Regions from separate parts of the Mus musculus genome. Here region 1 is linked to region 2. A link is a contact called in public promoter capture Hi-C data. All regions are on one chromosome and are shown on one strand. The core of a region is the stretch at or near the end of the contact, and the rest is flanking DNA. Distances in the headings are between cores, read along the strand shown.

The links. Promoter capture Hi-C pulls out the DNA fragments that hold promoters and counts their contacts.
Region 1: a contact with region 2 is called in a promoter capture Hi-C map of embryonic stem cells, with 2.0 times the contacts expected there. The contact joins the promoter of Chaer1 here to the promoter of Cep135 in region 2. A contact is called at or near these places in 4 of 39 promoter capture datasets (the HPC-7 cell line, HPC-7-derived erythroid cells and embryonic stem cells) and 1 of 115 datasets of contacts at active chromatin or transcription factors (memory CD8 T cells).

The regions. Positions count from the first base shown.
Region 1 is chr5:77,138,925-77,141,736 of GRCm38.p6, forward strand. It overlaps Chaer1 (a long non-coding RNA gene), which reads right to left and starts at 1,381. Exons shown (of 2, transcript XR_880410.2): 1 at 1,306-1,381.
Region 2 is chr5:76,587,020-76,590,035 of GRCm38.p6, forward strand. It overlaps Cep135 (centrosomal protein 135), which reads left to right and starts at 1,680. Exons shown (of 26, transcript NM_199032.3): 1 at 1,680-1,905.

The DNA of each region.
Region 1 (2,812 bases), core at 131-2,630, 550 kb after region 2:
AGCTAGCTAGCCAGCTTGTCCTGGGAACCCCGTCTCTGCTGCTCAAGTGCTGGTAGTATAGACAGCCATCTTACCTGCCTGGCTGTTTGTACTCATGTTATACCAAAAAGTGATTCATCCACTAATCTATCTTCTTAGTCACACACATAAAATATCTTCACTGCAGTCCCAGACTAGTGTTTCAGTAACTGCAGACTGTAACCTAGTCGAGCTAATGCATGAGACTCAGTGTCATCGGCCTGACTCTGTCCTGCATAGCTGTCCCCTCCCTTGGCTGGAGCCTCCACTCCGAATTGTAGCTAGAGCCTCTTCACTTGTCCCCTGCTTCTTCTCCTGTCCTCTCTGTCCCACCCACTGCCTCTAGCTGCTTTCACCTGAGCAGAGGGAACAGTTGCCAGGTAGAGGGCAAGCAATCAGCCAACGCTCAAATCCTTCGTGGTGGGCAGAACAGCAGTTCCCTGGAGATGCCTAAGTCCTGATCCATGGAGGCCATGGCTAGGTTACAGTCCCTAGTAAAAAGGACCTTTAAAGGGGTGCTTGCAGGCCAGTTTTAACTTAAGGCTGTCCTGGTTTGTTTAAGTGGCCCACTCTGATCGTACTAGTTCCCATGGAGCTGGGGAGACAACTCACAAGCCCGGTGACACAACTTCAATACCCAGAAGCCATATAAAGGTGGGCAGAGTGAAACAATTTTACAGTCCTCTGACCTCCACACACACTGTGGCATCCGTACCCCACCCCTCACCTGCCATGGAGGAGGAAAGTGGATTGCAGAAACCGATATGCTGACCTTGGATATGAAGGAAGAGGGCCAGAAGCCAGCAGCAAGGGGAAGGCAACCTGAGTCCTCTAAGCACTGTCCCCAAATGTCACTAGCAAGACAAAGAAGTAGAAGCCAGCTTCTGAAAGCCTGCTGAGAAGATCTTGAGAAAGTCTTCAAATCATCATATTTAGTAATCCCCGGAGATGTTCTCCTCAAGTTCCCCCTTAACAGTCAAGAGGTTTTTCCTTATGTTTTTTTAATACAGAAATTCTAATAAAGCCACTGGAGAATGTGAGTGACATCACATTCTCAGATTAGACTTTTCTACACTGTATTAGGAAATGTCATCCTAGATGACTTTGGAATTGGTTAAGAATCTTCTAGTAAGAGATGCAGTCATATCAACGGCTTCATGTTGTCCCCTGAGGCCATGCTGGACTACTAGTCTGCAGAATGACAGCAAGCTTTCGTTGTGTCAGTCACAGCCTTGTGGTGACTTGCTGTGGTAGCTTCAGAAAACACACAGCACCCCAGGGGCTTACCAGTAAATGCAGAATGGAGACCCAGCTCCCTCCAGTCCCTCCTCACTCTGAATTCCACAGTGCTTTCCTAGCAGCCCCACCCCCACCCCACCTCGTCCCTCCCCCTGGCTCCACCCCACTGCAGCCACACTAGGAGGAAGTGACATCAATGTGGTCAATGTGCCGATCAGGAGTCAAGACAGTAGCTCTTTAATGTAGCATCAACGTTAATGCAACTCTCTGTGACAACAAACATAAAATATTGAGAGAAGAACGAGATCCAGCCGCAGGACTGGCTCGGCTTGCCTTCTTTGCCACCTCTCTCGGCTTGTCGTCTTTGCCAACTCCTGTAGTTTGTAGTTCGGGTTTCCAGCTTTGCCCTCAGATCTCTACAAGGCTTTCTTTCTCGCTGACTTCATCACAGTTTTATTGTAGTTACTCTTTTCCTCTCCTTTCTTTTCCTTTCCTTTCCTTTCCTTTTTCTTTTTTATATTGAATCTTTCTATTGTGGCCCAGGCTGGCCTCAACTTTCCATCCCCCTGCCTCTGACTTCTGAGTGCTGGGATGATAGGCGCACCCCATCGCACCCAGCCTCAGCTACTTACTGGACCTTTTCTGACCATTTGCTTAAAATCATAGTGGCCCTCACCAGCGTCCTGTCACTTACTGTTTTTCCAGAAGGATGAACATGCCTAATTTATTATTTCATTTATTCACTGCTGTTTCCAGAAATGTCACCTAAAAATCATGCAACACGCGCAATGGTTCAGAAAGTATGTGTGGAAGGAAGAAGGGAGGGAGGGAGGGAGGGAGGGAATAGAAAAAAAGAGCTGAATGTAAAGCAAGAGTACTTTGTCAAGGCGTGTATGTGCATGTGTGCGCGTCTACATATGTGCTTATGAGTGTGTGAGAATGTGTGTGTGTGATTATGTGCACATTCCTGTATGTGAGTGTGTGTAAATATGTGAGTGTATGTGTGTGTGTATGTGAGTGTGTGTGTGTACCTGGATGTGAGTATCTGTTATGTGTGTGTGAATGTGTATGTACTGTGTGAGCATGTAAGTGTATGTGAATGTATATATGTGTATGTGAGTGTCTATATGAGTGTGTGTGTGAGTGCATGTTGGGGGGGGGTAGGGAGGACTTTCTCACTGCATTACTTGAAGGCAGAACTCCCTGAAGAACAGCAGTAAATTTTAGTTTGCTTGCAGAAACATTAATTTATGAGCGAGCTCCGTTTTGTCTCCTCCCTGGGGGGTAGTAAGCACCGGGAGCCAGCGTGTTCTCTTAGATTAACCGGCAGATGTGGACTGGTTCAGTGTTTTCTTTTCTAGGAATTAGCTAAATGCTGTTCCCACTGAAGCGCCAGGAAAGTTTGACTACCTTGTGACTTGTCTCAGATCCGGGGAGACCCAGTCCTTGCAATGTTGGCTTTGCTAATGCCCAGAGATTATATTCTATTCAAGCTGTCTCTCAACCCTGAAAACTAAAAACTCAACTTTGATATTCTCTCTCTCTCTCTTTTATC
Region 2 (3,016 bases), core at 430-2,929:
TGGGAACTCCTGAGTGCAGCACAGCCCCCAGCCACCTCAGTGGGGGACTTACACAGGCAAAGAGCACAAAGTCATCTCATGTAAAACAAGCTTTTGTTTACGAAGCAGAAACAGTAGTTTTGTTAAAGTTGTGCAAAACCAGGCAATTTTAAAATCTAACCCATTGGAAGTCCATTTTTGGTTTCTGCTTCTCTCAAGCAGTTTTAAAGTGAGCCATCAATATAATGTTAGCCATCACATCCCCAGTGACACACTTTTCCCAACAAGGTCACACCTCCTAATCCTTCCCAGACAGTTCCACCAACTAGGGGTCATGCTATTCAAGTATATGAGGCTATAGGGGCCAATCTCCTTCAGACCACCACATTTCAGATCTAAACTACAGCATCAGTTTTCAGTGAAAGCAACTCTTTTACCTTTACATCTGGCTTTCTTCCTCCTTACAATCAGGACCCCACCAGCCTCTAGGCAAACCTCATTCTAAGTGTTTCAGGAACTCCTGTTGGTGCTGATATTAAGTCTACAAAGCTCACTTTCTGTGGTGAGGGCATCTGTTTTCCTCCATGCCTCCACAGCCATGCAATTTGCTTAAAGCGCTAGGACTTGGGTGGGAAGCAGCAGCATTCTGCATTCTCATCTTTCAAGTTTTGTGTGCCAGGATCCCTGACCTTAGGCCTCGGAGGTCAGCAGTGACCCTGACTCTGGGTTATCAATGCCACTTGGAACAAAGGCTAACTGTAGCTTTCAATCCCATGTACCCCGTTGTATTTCTTCACTGAGTTTTGTTCTAACATTTAGTTGGTGTGTGTTTGGGGTAAGGGGGGCCACCAATGTTATCTATCTTCACTAGATGGCTATGCACAGCCAATTTCTGATATTTATGACTTTTTTTAAAAAAGATATTTGTCTTTACATAAACATATGCTTACTTGTATATGTGCAAGATGGTATAAAAATCTCTACAGGATTCATTAGCTCCTTAAAACTTCCAATTAAAAACGGACAAAGCACACAAAATGGAGACTGAGACGTGAAAACAAAGAATGAATCGGCACAGAGCAATTCACATCCCAACATACAGTTCCGTGCTGAGCAGTGGACAAAGTACATAGTCAGAGGAAAGGCCGGCTTGGTAAGGAATATAAGCAGAAACAAACAACAAAAGAAAACAAAACACGCACAAACAAAAACTCAACTCTTAACCATCTAGAAAGTTTTTAGGAGAGTGGTGGACTCTGGGGATTTGACCATGATCTTTGTAACCATGAGCAAGCTATTGTAAGCAATTCATTTCAATTTAACATTTACAAATACTGTGACAGATGCTAGAGAAATACAGTTGAATAAAAGAATATCTGATTCAAGGAGCCCACAATTGGAAGCAGCAGGGAGAAACGTAAACAAGTAGGTTTTGATGGTCGGATTCTATTCTGGGGGTTTACATGGGTACGGGGCAATAACTGTTATCAAGTGGTAGCCAGGAGAAGCTGCAAGGACAGTGACATCCAGGGGGAAGACAGGGCGATCAGCAGAAATTCACCTGTGAAAGGTCATTGGGGGTTAGCTGATGGTTACCGCCAGCGGCCAGTTGGCAAGGTCCTCGGGCACCGCAGAGGTTCGGGCTCCCCGCCAGGGGGCGCCGTAGCCCCGGCATCGGCCGGCCGTTACGTTTCCGGGCACCGAGGGCCGAAAGCCGCCATCTCCGGGCGGCCGGCGCGCGCGCCGCCACTGTGGGCCGCTCCGGTCCGTTACCGGGGCAACGGCGGCGCTCCCTCCTTGTGGGCCGCGACCGTCTCTCTCCGCGCCATTTTCAAACCGCGCTCGTGCCGGAGCCATTGGCCGCAGCAGGACGAGCCAGCGGGGACAGCGGGTCCGGAGGGCGATGTACCTCGGGACGGAGCGGCGGTGAGGCGCACCCGGGGGAGGCCGCGGGGGCTGGGCCGGGTCGCGGGGCCTCCGGGGCGGTCCCCACCCCCACCCCCGAGCGAGGGCGGGAGCCCGGGCGCTGCCGGGAGGAAGTGCGGGAGGGCGGCGCGGGGACCGTCCCACAGTCCGTCGGTCCGTCCGTCCGTCCGTGCGGCCCGGGGCCGACCCGAGGAGAACTGCCGTTCCACCCTCCGGCCTGAGCCGGGGAAGGACTGCTTGGCCGCTCCGGCCCGTGCCCTTTGCGGTGCCCGCACTCTGGTGTTGGTTTTTTTAAACGCTACTGTATCCGCAGGTTGCATATTTCTGAGAAAGTAAGAGGTGCCCGCTTTGAGACAACAACGCCCCAGGGTTTAGTGGACAGCTAGTTGTAACTGCGGAACCTACCCTTTTCGGCTGTTTTGATTTAAAGCTTGTGATCTGGAATATAGGGGAAACCCTAATATGTACATATCACCCCCCAGCCTGGAGGACTTTACTTATTATGGCCCATGGTCTTTTGATTCGTATTCTCATTCTGCCTTCATGAAGGATGGAGAAAGATGGTTTCCTGGTACCCGGAGTTGGCAGCTGTCAAGGAGGGGGCATAGTTCTTGGAGTTTGCCCCGCTAATTTATCTTGTCAGATGTTTTTCTTGTGAGCACAGGAGTTTCTGTAAAACACCTCCGGCATCAATCAAGTCCTTTTGTGGAGGGACCTAGAAAGCCCTAGGGGAAGCCTCTAAAAGAAGATCCTAGATTTGTTAACGGGGATAACCAAGAAGAAACACTAATTTAGAAGTAGCCCTGTGGTTGGGGAAGCTATTTTCTTGGGACAGCCTTCTTGGCTTTATGCTTTAAATAGGAACGGTGACATTGGTACTCGATCCCACAATGGGTGTTTGGAGCATCAGGTTTTGCATGTATTCATTTATGTGCACTTATAATTTTTACTAGTGGTGAAGGACATAATTTTTATTTGATTTAGAAACATGAGTTCTATGACTACAATTTTTTGGCAAAGGTTAGAAATGGTCTCTGCATAACTCAATTTTAGGGCAGATTGGTAGAGATAATAAATAATCATAGGTGTTTGAGAAGACAAGTATAACAGC